2 separate regions of the Sparus aurata genome follow, and region 2 is linked to region 1. The links are chromatin contacts, called in public Hi-C maps. All regions are on one chromosome and are shown on one strand. The core of a region is the stretch at or near the end of the contact, and the rest is flanking DNA. Distances in the headings are between cores, read along the strand shown. Region 1 holds the start of LOC115596684. Region 2 holds the start of fmn2a (formin 2a).

Region 1 (6,627 bases), core at 2,184-4,683:
TCCTTCCATCCAGTTGTTGAAAGGAGCTGATCTTTTGGCAAACTCCAAGAACAGCTGATCAATAGTCTCCAGCAGTTTATCTGTCCGCTGAGAGGATTACAAGATATCACATATCTGTTGTATTAAAATCCTGAAAAAAAAAACATAGCATCCAACATGTAGCTCATGATTAGGCTCCATCCTGGGCTTAAGACTCATCATTTTCATATCTCACAAATAATCCCAAAACAAACATCCCCTCTCTCTTTTCATGACTAACATCAGGCATGGATGGATCACTCAAGAGGCCTAATAGGCACAGGTCATGGGACCCAAGGAGTCAGAGAGCTCCTTGGCCTAAGCTTTCTATTTTGGGAGTTTCTCTGCAAAAGTCAAATCATATGATAACAAAAGATACACAAAACGACCACAAAGACACACTTAAGTACAACCATGAGACACAGAAGGACCAAGTTGAGACGCAACAAGACTACAAAGATTCAAAGGCACCATGAAGAGACAATGACATACCACAAAGAGACACAAAGCTAACACAATGAGATACAAAGCCACAGAGACACAGGAATACCAGAGACAGAAAAGACTATAGAGACATAAAAGTAGCCCCAAAAGACACTGAAATACCACACAGAGACACAAAATGACAACAAAGAGACAGCAAAGAAACAAAGATACCACGATGAGACACAAAAATACCACAGACACACAGATACCACAAAGAGACATTAAACAACTACAAAAAGATAGAAACAACTACAAAGACACAAAAGAAGGGTAAAACAAAGAGACACAAAACAACCAAAAAGAGACGCTGCTTCCTTCAATTGGTGTGCTCCTATAAAAAGGAGGGGTGAGGGGCCATTTCCATGTCTGTGCCAAGGGGCCATTGTCTCATAATCTAGCTATGATCCCAGGGTGGGTGGTATGGCCTTATTAACCGCCAGCTCTGGCTCAGTTGTTCCTGATAGTGTCCCTCCTCGTAGCAAGGGATGGCAGCGAGTGGAAGATGGACAGAAAACAGACCCCTGTCACTGTCATTCAGACTTAATCCTTGGCCCTTTTCCCGGGCCCTCACACATTTGCTGGTCTGGAATGGTGAGCATGGATCAGAGGAAGTGGCTAGTGGGCTTTCAGCCAGTCCCTTCATGGGCGGGACTCTTACATCTATTTCTCCTTTATCCCCTCTACCCTTCCATTTAAATAATTCTATCTGGGTCAGGAATTTTAGAGGGGATCCAATTATCTCTCCTCGTCAATCAGTTTTGTCTTCACTGTTTCAAATGTCTTTGACAGGCAGCTAAATATGCTTACATTGACATTTTCATTCAAGTTGGTCTTGGATGCAACTTCATTCTATTGGAGCTCATGTGGAACATTAGCACACTCTTGTGGGGACTTACCACCACATCCTGTCATGTACAAACAAAAGTATCCCTCAAGTGTTAGCACACACTTACAACCCTTACCCTATGATGAAGAAACATTTAAAGCATGTGAGTAAAACCACAGATTTTAATTCTCTAATTCACATAGTCAATTTAATCTAGCTCTGAATGTTGCCCTCACCTCCAGTGACTCTCTTCTCTTCTGAGTCAGGGTTCCCAGCTTGTCCCACAGGTCACAGATGCTTTGGCAGCGCTGGTTCACAGCAGCTACGTCATGGTAATCCAGCTCACTGAAAACAAAAAAAAAAAGCATGTCCTGCAGTTTGTGTCAGTTGTGGAAAAGAGCTTTGAAGTGTTCCCCAAGCATCAAGATGTTATTAAAAAAAATATAAAGCTACTGATATCAATTGAGCAAGTCTGACACTGGCATAGCGATGAATGGTTTAACTACATAAAAAAGGTCCAAGACTAGAAAGAAATTGCTAAAATGTAAATTGTAAAATTAACTGCCACCCAAAACTTGACTAATGATTAATATGACTTGTCAAATTCCTCCATCCCCCCCCAAACTGGGTGTTTGTATTCCTTTAAACCAATCAAATGTCAAAGTTCAGCAACAGGGTGCCTGCATCCCCACCAGATTAGGGTAATTTGCCAACTTTTACAGAGCAATTAACTGGCTCAGAGGTCATTTGCCACAGCGATGGTGAAAACATTTACACACAGGAGGGACCGTGTTCATTTTATTAAAATTTCAGATCAAGCAACTTGAACACAGACATAAGTACATTTTAGTAAACTGCAGGGAGTAGAGCTGCCTTCATCATCTGCTTCAAGTTGAAGACTTAGTGTCCTGTTAAGCTTTGGTATAGTACTGAGGCGGTTGATAGACTTCATCACTGGGAAGCTCCTGGGTCTGAGTAGGGATGATCGACTGTTGAGCTACAGGATAGTAGTATCTCTCATATTGGACTTCACCATAGTCGTCTCTGCCTTTCTCGTAGTCTGACTGGAAGTGCGACAGTGTGCCAGTAGGAAGCTGACCAGTCAAGAAGAGATGGTAGAAGTAGTTTTGTCCCACTGGTTCCGGTTCCTGGGAAACTGGCTGCGCGGGGCCTTCAGATGTGGACAAAGCAGACAGCTCCTTAGTTCCCAGTGGAGAAGCGGCATAGGGAGGCAGGGGCAGAAAACCTTGTTCTTCCGTTTCCCTCTCTTCATTTCCATTCTCAGAGATGGATACATAGTTACGCAATTCACCAGCCTGGTAGGCAGGTCCTGGATATGGACCAGGTGGTGGCAGTGGGGGCACAAAATGTGGCTCTTCCGTTTCCATTTCTGAACTACCTTGCCCCAAGATGCTTGTATACTTTTCAAGCTCACCTGCCTGAAAACCCGGAGGGTGAGGAAGGCCAATGTCAGACATGGGTTGAGAAGTTTTGGACATGGCGTAGGCAGTCGTAGATGCTGCCACAGGAGAGTAAACAGGAGCAGTGTTCCATGAAGCCATGCTGGACACACCTGGAGTAGGGTTTGCTGGAGGGGATTCAGGTCTAGAATACACTTGTGCCTTCTCTGGCTCATACAGGAAGGAGACAGCAGGATCATTCATATCGGAAGGCTGAGCAGGAAAACTTTGGGATGAACCATAATCAAAGCCAGGAGACGTCTCCATGCTAGTGTAACTGCCTTCATTAGGATCACGCTGGCTCCAGCCTAGGAGAGACAACTTGTGGTGAGTCGAATAAGCTAAGAAAGCATGTGATAAAGTATATTTATAGTTGCAGTGAAGTGTTAGTTTTACCATTTTTAATAGGATAGCAATGGATATTCCAGCTTAACAGTGCAAAGAGGAGCAATTGACTGTAAGAGAAAACAGCATGGTCAAATACTTGGATAAAAATTAAACCAATAATGGAAAATGAACAAGCCAAAATAATAATTTAACAAGCACATACCTTGCAGGAAACCACATGGCCATTTTGCCTGTCAGTTGAAATGATATCTTCCTCACTCAGAGGACTAGTTAAATATGAAACAGGAAATACTTAATCTGTGGCCAATCCCAGAATGAGAAGATAACGACGGACAGGTGTTCCTCACTGATTCCTGATTGAAAATGTCAGCATGCCTGTAAGCCACACCCTCCATCCTGCTAATCTGTAACTGAGAAGAGGGTGGTTGTATCCAAATATCCAGGCTTCACCGGTCTTGTTGACTTGCAAACTTGCAGGGGCGTTTGCATGGAGTCTGCGAGTGCTGAAGGCTGTCCAAAACCCACTATTAATTCAGTCCACAAGGGCCCTCAGGAGGACTTTCTGCAGACATCGCTTGGAGTGCAGAGTTCAACAAACTGCACTGATGTAATTACCCCCAAGTCTAGAAATAATATTTAACCACATTATGATACAGAATTATTTAGAAGTTGATGGACTGTAGAGGTAAAAAATGACAATAAATGTATCTTGTAATTGACCTTATTTACCTTAAAACCATATGCAATTTATTAATGTAGGCCTGTCTATCAGTGGCAGATATCAGCCTTGCAGTCTCACGCCCTCGCAGACTTGAAGTGTTGGCGGTAAACAAGTCATAGTAAGTACAACTGGTGGAGATTTGGATGCAGACGGTTTCCTTTTTCTTCTTCCACATTTAAATTGTGAACTAAGATCAGAGGTTTTGAGACTATTAACTAATGCAGAATCTAGTTGTGTTGTGCAGATGTCGTTCTATAATTGCAGCTGCCACTTATACAGTGGGCAAAGCCAAAAAGCTATTAAAATAATACATAACAAAAACAGGAAACACGATTCAATCGGTTGCTTTTCCTATTAGTCCACCACCACCACCCCCTCGTGATGTTGTGTTTGGCAGGAGAAGACAAAATACTCCAGGGCCTCCATGACACATGACTGCAAACGTCTGCTAAAGGGAGTGCGTACTTAAGTTCCTGAGCAATGGCGGCAATCTGCTCCACTCTGTCCTGGTGAGCTGCCAAGTCGCTCTCGAAGGCCTCGTGTTTTCGGAGCAACGCTCGGATTTCTGTCAGGGTGGCTGTTTCATAGTCCTTCTGGGAGAGGATCAGTTCTTTACCTGAATAACACATACAAACCGAGAGAGAGGAATGAGGTACAAAAATATGATTAGCAGGTTGGATCGAAACACTGGCCTTATTTGGTCATTGCTGATGTAGAAAACAACCCCTTACAGTTCACTACAGGCTAATTGCATTGGACAGACTCTTAAACTTTCAATCAGATCCCTGTAGTTAAAGGAAACACTTGAATATTGAACAGCTGGCAGAGAAGTTGGAATACAGATGCCTATAGATAGGCTCACATGTCAAGACAGACAGATAAACATTTATATCAATGAACATATTGTAGCAGTGTTAGTTGCATGCAAACAACTAAAAAGCCAAACCAAAACTGACCGCTGGCCCAGCTCTCATGATTGGTTGCTTTCTGGCGAAACTTTTCAGCCAGGTGGTCCAGCCTCTCCAGCCTACGGATCTCTGTAAGGAGCCACTCCTCGTAGCCTTTCTCTGCCTGCTCCAGGCCCTGCCATGCACTTGCTATGTCCTGAATGAAAAATCACAGTTTAACTTTATTTACTGAAGGTGTTTTGTATTGATTCCCCCTGGGCAAATCTGCCCATTTTTTTTTATCAATACTTGTTATTTGAAGGTGCAAAAAAGTGTCAACAAATCACCCGTATTGGTAGAATCCTAACCTCTAAATCATATGCCATGAGAATTGATACAATTAGAGGTCACACAATCATGAACACTGACTTACAGACACCATCTTCCCCTCAGAGGGCATGAAGGCAGGGCGATTGCTGATGCGCAACTTGGTCTGCAGAGTGTTGAAGTTAATTTCCAGCTGGCACTTCTCCTGCACCTTCGGGGGCTTGTGCTGGCGTCTGTAGTCCCTGAAGTCCTCCAGTTTCCGCCGCATCTCCACCATGGTCTTCTCGGGGGTCCGGTTCTCAAGCCAGGGAGTGGTGCGTTGGATCCACTCCAGCAGCTGGGATTCAGAAAAGACAACATAGGAGGAAGAGGAAAGGTAGGAGAGCTCCTTGTGGAGACAGCAGTGGGCTGATGATTTTTCTTCATCAGATATTTTTTGTCTGTACTTTTACTTTGAACTTATTTCATGTAACAAGCAGAGGAAAAAGATTAATTTAATATGAACTATATATATATATCCATTATCCATTAATATTTTAAGGACATTTTGAAAAATGACTTTACCTCACTTGCCAGTCTCTCATACTCTTCCATCATTTTCTCATTCTCTTGGTTTACACCAAGCACCTTACAGATCCTGTTGGCAGCCGTCTCTGCCTGAGAGCACAGGGCACGAGAATATTGTAATTGCAAGAGCAAAGTAACACAGTGGGCCATGCTCCCATCGATCCTTCCAATAGCTCTGATAACGTCATCCTCATAATAGATTTGTTGCTCAGAAAATCAGACTTGTCTTTAAATGTTTAATTTGTAAGGGATGAAGTTCAACCAGTTTACCTGCTCGGCTCCAGCAAAAGCATGGTAAAAGCAGGAAACATAGGTCATGATAGCTCTTTCATCCGGCTTGGGGGTGTTGATGATATCTGTGGCGTCGAGATGGAGGAAAAGGCAAGGTGGCAAAAAGGAAGAAAAAAGTAGAAAATAACTTTGGAGAATGAAGGAAGCACAGTGAATGTCGTATCGCAAACATTTATTTCAAAGAACAGTTTCAATTAACTTAAATGGGGCACATCTACTTCATCAAACATTACCTTCTGCGTCCAGCATTTTGGGAATGTCCAGGTGTTTCTCTGCTATGTCAAACGCCAGGTTCAGGTTCCCCATTGGATCATCCTAAATAAAGAAATACAATTCTACATCACTGAACAGCAATGCTGGACTTAAAATGCCACTGTGCTGACCTCTCCGCTATGGTGTACACATCATACTCCCTGTTTGCCTACTCTACTGGCACTCCTTTTAAGTTTATATTCTTAATTATTATTAATTAGCAGCTTCCCATGTTGAGGATTGCAGATTGATCAGTCCCATGAAACTCTCAAATCCATTAACATTACTTACTTTCTGTACAGCTTTTAACTACAGATTACATTAAATGATTTTGCCTATTGATTTTTTTTTAATCAAGCAATTGATCTATTAGTCAAAAGTGATGTCTTTTAAAAGATAGCTGATGAGAAAGGGAAGCAATTCTTCACATTAATGAACCCACAA
Region 2 (6,627 bases), core at 2,055-4,554, 200 kb before region 1:
TGCACAATTTGCTCCTGTTTGAGTAACATTTGCTGAAAGCTACAGTTCTCAGCTGTTTTAGGAGTGTTTTGGGTGTTTTAATGCCTCAGCTTGGAAATGATGCAAGTGTAGTTTTCTGCGTACTGCTCTTTGAATATGCTAAACACTTGTTTTGACTATTTTATATGTACAGTGAGTGTATTAAGGAAAAACTATAATGTAGTTTAAAGTTGTTTGTGCTCCAATGCCATTTCGTTACTCTTGAGGTCAGAAAAAGGCATTTTGTTTTGCCAGGCGAACAAGAAACATCTGTTTCAGTGTCCTATATCAATGCCATAAGAAATTAAAGAGGAAAGTTTACTATTTTTATTGGGTGCACAGTCCAGTGGTTCAACAACAGCTCTGAATCTACATCAGGCAGGCCTTGGGCACGAGTTTAACGCTAATTTAAAATAAATATTCAGGAATGGTAAGAGACAAAGTCGGAAAGTATTGAGAAAGAAAAAGCCCCCTTTTTTTTTTTTATTCATGCAAATGCTGAAGTATAATACAGGTTCTGGCAGTTATTGTTCCATACTGTTGGGCTGTGACGTAAACCTGCCAGATGTCTTCAGTTAGGAAGACATTTTTAATTCGTAATCCTGTCTTCTCTGGCGCTTCATCCAATATTTCCCCAGAGACGGACCAACTGGTGACTATCCATTCATATTTCCCCCCCACATCCCTGTGTCATCCAATTTGTTCTCAATTTAACAAGCCATGCTCTCCTGGTTCACATAATACAATCGAGAATCCTTTAATACTCTCCTGTGGACTCTAAGCAAGTTAGCCAACTGCAGTGCATAACGTTAAGGTTATAAGGTATATTGCTAATGGATTGTGGAGTTATTTTTTCCAGAAGAGACAGTTTCCCACCAGATTAGCTCTGGTTCCTCTGAAGATGTCTAGCATTTCGGTCAGTGTTTCCATGAGTTTTAGGGGGAACATTGCAATCAAGGACGTGTCATCAATGGAGGGTGTTGCATGCCCAAATATATCTTGGGTGGAAATACTCATTTAAAGGTTTTATATGAGGTCTATTAACTGTGCTTCATACCTGTCTGATTGGGCTTTATTTGTGGCAACAGGTACCTGAAGTTTTCATGAACTCACCTGAGAAGACATCCAGGTAGGGCACTGTGTTACTGGAGCTCTTCCTTACATGATGTGCTCTCCTGGAGCCCAGTGTCCAGTAAGTCCCACCGGTGTAACTCCTCTCTGGCGTGTCCTGCTCTGGGAATTTGGCCCCACCAACCTGCTGTCCTCTTAGCTCATCATCTGTTGACCAGTCTGAAGACACACCAAGGGCCCCAGCAATGGAGCAGGACCTCTGCTTGTGCCTCTTGAACCCCTTGGCCCCGTTGGATTCAACCTCAGCAGCAGTGGTGTCTATTTTCCTGGGAACATTAGGGCTGGTAAGAGGGGAGCCGATTGGAGAGGTGAGCTGCCTGGTGGTGGTCTTAACATAGGAGGGGTGGACTGGAGGGTAGAGTTTGACGGTGGAAGGGGAGCCGGAGGACGTCCGTCTTGGCTGAGAAACATGGGCGTCTGGTGTTAGCTGGCCAAAAGATAAACTACTCTTCCTCCTTTTCAGAGACAGGAAGTCCCGCCTCATCAGTTCCTCTTCGCCCTCCCTCTCCATGGACAGGTCCATGCTGCTTACACTTTTGTGAGGCCCCATCGGCGCTGCACCTGCCACCACAGGTTCCAAGCGGACACATGGAACGCATATGTTTTTGCTCAGCTGTGGGTGCATAAGTGGGCTCTCCAGGTCATCCTGGGGTTCCTCAGCACTCTCATATGAGTTGGTGGTATTTGTAGTGTCAGGGAAGCTGTATGTGCTGTTGGTCTTTGGGAAAAGGCTGCCACTGCTTCGCTCTGTGTCTGCGGCTGAAGATGGCGGACCACTCTCGCTCAGGGACCCTGGACCGGATGAATTTCTTGATATGGGTATTTCCTGACTTTCGTTCTCTAATTTCTTAAAATCTCCACTTACTTCTTCAGGTACACATTCACTACCAGGAGGGGGAGAGAAAACTCCCATATCCAGATTTAACAGCTGGAGAGATGTTACCTTCTCAGGGGCTATTCTCCCCTCGGCCACCATTTCTAGCACCCTGTCATCGGCCACACATTGGTCTCTGATGGTCTGCTGGATGTCAGATAGCAGGTCTTCATTTTCTGCTGTTGCCGAGTGAAAACTATAAAGGTCAGCATCCGATCCCGAGCTTGTTTTCCGGCTGGTCTCATCCACCAGAGATTGGTGACTGTCCGCGATCAAGCGGCTTAGATCCCCCGTGACATCTGATAGCATGCCCATTTCGTCCGCTGACAGGCTCGCCTCCGCAGAAGGCTTGAGTCCTGCTTTGCCAACCTGTGCTGACCTCCCATCTTCCACCATGTCATCCTTAGACAACCCTTTCGCCTTGGATAAACTCTTCCTGATCTTCATCCCCGAAAACACAGAGCCCTTCGACTCCGACTTAGATTTCTTCTTCCCGTTGCTGTGGGACTTTTTGGATTTTTTGTCCACGTCCCTCTCATCAGCATCACCATCACAGACATCCCCTGCTGCTGCTGCTGCTCCAGCACTTCCTCCTCCTTTCTTCTGCTTTGCTTCCTGGTTCCCCATGTTCCTGAGCAGGCGGACACCCTTGGCTAACAGGCCATGCTGCTGGGGTCGAGACTGGGCATGCTGGGCGTCCTCCTGGGCTGCTACTGATGCTCTTCCTCTGTTGGTCTGAGCCCTTTCAGAGCTGCTTAATCCCTGCTGTCTGCCCACCACAGTTAAAGGCAGCTGTGAGAATGATGCTGCCTCCCCCAGCGCCACTGATGCTGCTGATGATGAAAGGAGGAGGAGACTGGCACTGACAGCCGCGGGCTCGTTACCACTCACTCCTCGCTCTCCCCCCCTCCCCTGCACAGCCTCTCTGACTCCCTGATCCTTCCTCTCTTTTCGCCCCTCCTCTCCATCCCCATCTGCTCCTGCACGCTCAGCTGTCTTGCATAACGGGCTGCTGTTTGAGCGAGCAACGCGCTGATGCTCCGGAGTGCGCTGCCCTTGTCCGTTTTCGACTGACCGGGGAAGAAATTGCTTTGGATGCTGCTGCTGCTGCTGCTGCTCTAAAATGCACTGCTGTTGCTGGTGTTGTTGATTAAGTACCGAGTGCTGTTGTTTACGGAGGAGGCTGGTAACACTGCTCTTCCTCCTGCCTTTGAAAGTGGTGGTGAAGAAACTCTCTTTCAGAAAGGGCACTTGGGTCTCCACTGTCTTTATTGTCTGCATCCTGATCGATGAAGCTTCATCCGGAGAGGCACTCTACACTGACGTGGAGGGAAAAGAAGAACAAATTAAAATCACTTTAATTTATTTTATTTCCAAGCAGCATTCACCACAGCAGAAGAGAGGCAGCCTGTCATCAGTGGAGTCATGGGGTAAAGGTTCAACATAAGGGCGAGCTGACATAAGCAAGCCTATGTCTCATGTTGCTGTGCAGTGTGTACATGTTTTGTATACAGTGATCATAAACTCTTTACTCCTGTTTTGACTGTTTGTTCCTAAAAATTGTACACTTCTTGAGTAAATTAACTTTCAACATTCCATCACTGAATACATGTATAATTTACATTTACTTTTGATACTCAAAGTATCTGATATTAAATGTTTGTCAGACTTTGGCTTTTGGGTACTTTTTACAACACTGATTACAATGTGGGCTCATCTAAAAATGCTGCGCTGAAAGGAATAGTCGATTAATCCATTTTTATAATCTATGCATAGTCTTTTACTCTTTATCAAAAACAGCAAAATGGTGGTGAATTCAATTTCCTCATAAGTGAATATTTGCCGGCTTTCTTCTTCTTTTATGATATCAAACTAAATATCTGCGGTCAACTGTTGGGCTCTGGGAACGTGTGATGGACATTCTTACCAACTCTAACAACAACTTATAACTGAGAAAATAATCGGCAGACTAATCTTTAATAAAGTTAGATTAGTCTCAAATCAAACTGCCATCTCCAGATAAATGGAGGTGTAAGAATGTTCTCTGGTGATACAAATTATGTCTCCAGTTAAAGACACAGTACAGCATATTACTGGTAAATATTACATTTATATATTAAAGAGCTAATAGAGGACATTTCTTCAGGCCTGCATCAGTGCACGCCTGGGAACTGATTATTTCCTCTGGGTGTGGTACAGACAAAATAGAAACCAAGTTAGACAGTTAACAGTAATTATAGTGTCAAAATTAAGTGGTTTGAAGTTACAATTCAAATAAAGTAAGTGAAACTAATTACACAGAAGCGACAACAAAATAAACAAATACATGAATGACACATTCTTGAAATTAGGATCCTAATTAACAGAAAAATATTTACCAAAAAGTAGAAGTGCGTACGAACACAATAACTGATAAAAGTTTATTTTTTCTTGAGCGTTTGAGAACATCTTGGTCTGTTTTCGGTTAAAACCAACAAATATTAAGTCAAAACTTTGCAGCACAAGTCACATTTGTAACATTTAAAGTCAAATTGGTAATCAAACACATGAAATGGTAAGAAAAAAAAGTATGTAAACCTCTTTGTTAAAGATTTTTAACTTAGCAATGACAGTGTACTTGCCTGATGGGTGGATTCTCCTCAGTGGATCAGCACAGACTGAAGAAAACAACACAAATGGGTGTTTGTCTCTGCCTATGAGCCGCTCCTTAGCCATGGGTCACATGAAGTTGGTATTTTCCTCATCACATGCCTGGTGTCCCTGGACATCTTCCATTAGCACTGTCTGAGACGCCCCCACTAACTTCATCAGGATTCATCATGGGAACATACACAACTGTGTAACAGTCAAAGACCACCCTTTTGTTTATTCAGTTTCTGGTTAATATTAGACACAGTCTTAATGCTGTGGTGCTGACAGACAGTGATGCATTGATTATATTTAACACAAAAATTGGACCAAATTCCACCACCACCACCACCACCACCTCCTCCTCCTCCTCCTCCTCCTCCTCCTCCTCCACCGCCTCCTCACATTTAGCCAACTAGTATTTTCTACCTTTAGATTGTTGCTCCCTGGTGCCACTTTTAAGTCCTTCTCTCTAATCAAGAAACACGTTTCAGCTGTGTCCTCCCAGTATAAGTAGTTACCAGACATGTCAGAAGGCCTAATGGCTAATTTAAACAACTGAAGGTTTCGGAGGTGGGTGGATATATGATCACTAAATCACAAAAAGAAAAACATATTTAGTGCTGAGGTAATAAGGTCCTACTTATTAGGGTGCTGGCTGTGTGTTTTACATTACTTTGAAAAAGCAACAATTCCAAATTTGGTGGTTTTCTTACAAGCAGCAGATAAGCATTTCTTGAAAACAAATCCCTCAACAACAAAAAAACACACTATAAAGGTCATAATAAAAGCAAACAGTGAACCTATTCAGCTACATTTTACAGTCCTATGTTGTTGGTGTAGAGGTTTGTGGTATCTTTTGCCGGCTATAAAGCTAGAATAGAATGCACTCTATGGGAGTGGAAAGTCCCTGGCTTCTGGCTTTTACACAATGAGACAGTAAAAAGTAAGTATTAACATCCCTGTCCCATATCTACAGCTGATATGACACATATAACAACCAGCAACAATACTAACTTTTCTTTTTCTTTCACTTTTTTTTTTTTTTTTTTTACCAGTGGCAACATGCTTAATAACTGGATACTAAACTTGCAAAAATAGAATAAAACAAGCAGAGAGTCACCCAGCCCCCATTAATAATGGCTCTTAGACAAGGCACCCACCTGCTTTAGTGGGTTGCTGTGGTCACAGAGGTGTGCAAAAGTGTCTGGGCAATACTAATACTCATTTATTTGAGCTCATCCTTAGAAAATTAAGGTTAAAATAAATCAACGTGAGGGCAGGGGAACATGGCCTTGAAATAATATTGTGATATTCTTAGGCTATACCATGATTGACAATATATATTTTAGTTTTTTGAAATATAATCAAAAACATACTGGATGACATTCACAAATAATAACACAATTATATTTTTGACAAATAATAATCAGTAATGTGGATATAATGACTAAGTATGTCGAGACAATGACTTCACTTTACTGTAATTCAGCCTTTATACACAGGAAAAGACAAGATTTATGTCATATCATAATATAACGATAGCAGATGATATATAGTGACAGTAACATTGGTATACTGTCCAGCCCCAATCAAGATACAAATGAATATAACACAATCATGAATTGTGACACACATGCAAAAAAAAAACATAAGCGTTTCTGTCAAAAAGTTTTTTGTTTGTTTATTGACTTAAAATATGAGTATGATCAGCATACTTGAAATGTAACAAAATGTTTGTGTTTTACCATTTTGGTAGTTTACATTCCCAATATTTAAGTACAAAATTCTCATATTTTGACGAAGAATCTATTATGACACTGGAGCACATTGTGTTGAAAGCAGACAAAATATCCACTAATGACAGGCATGGGATAATTTCTAAAAATCTCTTCTGCATACAGCACATAAGTCCCACCAATATGTGTGACCATGGCATCTAACATCCACTCGTCCTCCACTATAACAGCTGTCCT

The links. Hi-C and Micro-C count contacts between places; a contact is called where the count stands out from the background.
Region 2: a contact with region 1 is called in a Hi-C map of skeletal muscle, with 4 times the contacts expected there. The contact joins the promoter of fmn2a here to the promoter of LOC115596684 in region 1. A contact is called at or near these places in 2 of 2 Hi-C or Micro-C datasets (skeletal muscle and an unstated tissue).

Annotation. Positions count from the first base shown.
Region 1 is chr15:22,379,322-22,385,948 of fSpaAur1.1, reverse strand. LOC115596684 reads right to left here and starts at 3,433. Exons shown (of 3, transcript XM_030441995.1): 1 at 3,341-3,433; 2 at 3,187-3,245; 3 at 2,101-3,098. The coding sequence starts at 3,363. The coding sequence ends at 2,242. actn2b (actinin, alpha 2b) reads right to left here. Exons shown (of 21, transcript XM_030441994.1): 7 at 6,165-6,246; 8 at 5,911-5,996; 9 at 5,638-5,730; 10 at 5,180-5,410; 11 at 4,816-4,963; 12 at 4,325-4,475; 13 at 1,567-1,675; 14 at 1-87.
Region 2 is chr15:22,578,120-22,584,746 of fSpaAur1.1, reverse strand. fmn2a (formin 2a) reads right to left here and starts at 3,304. Exons shown (of 17, transcript XM_030440926.1): 1 at 1,132-3,304. The coding sequence starts at 3,304. It overlaps chrm3a (cholinergic receptor, muscarinic 3a), which reads right to left. Exons shown (of 3, transcript XM_030440928.1): 3 at 6,320-6,627.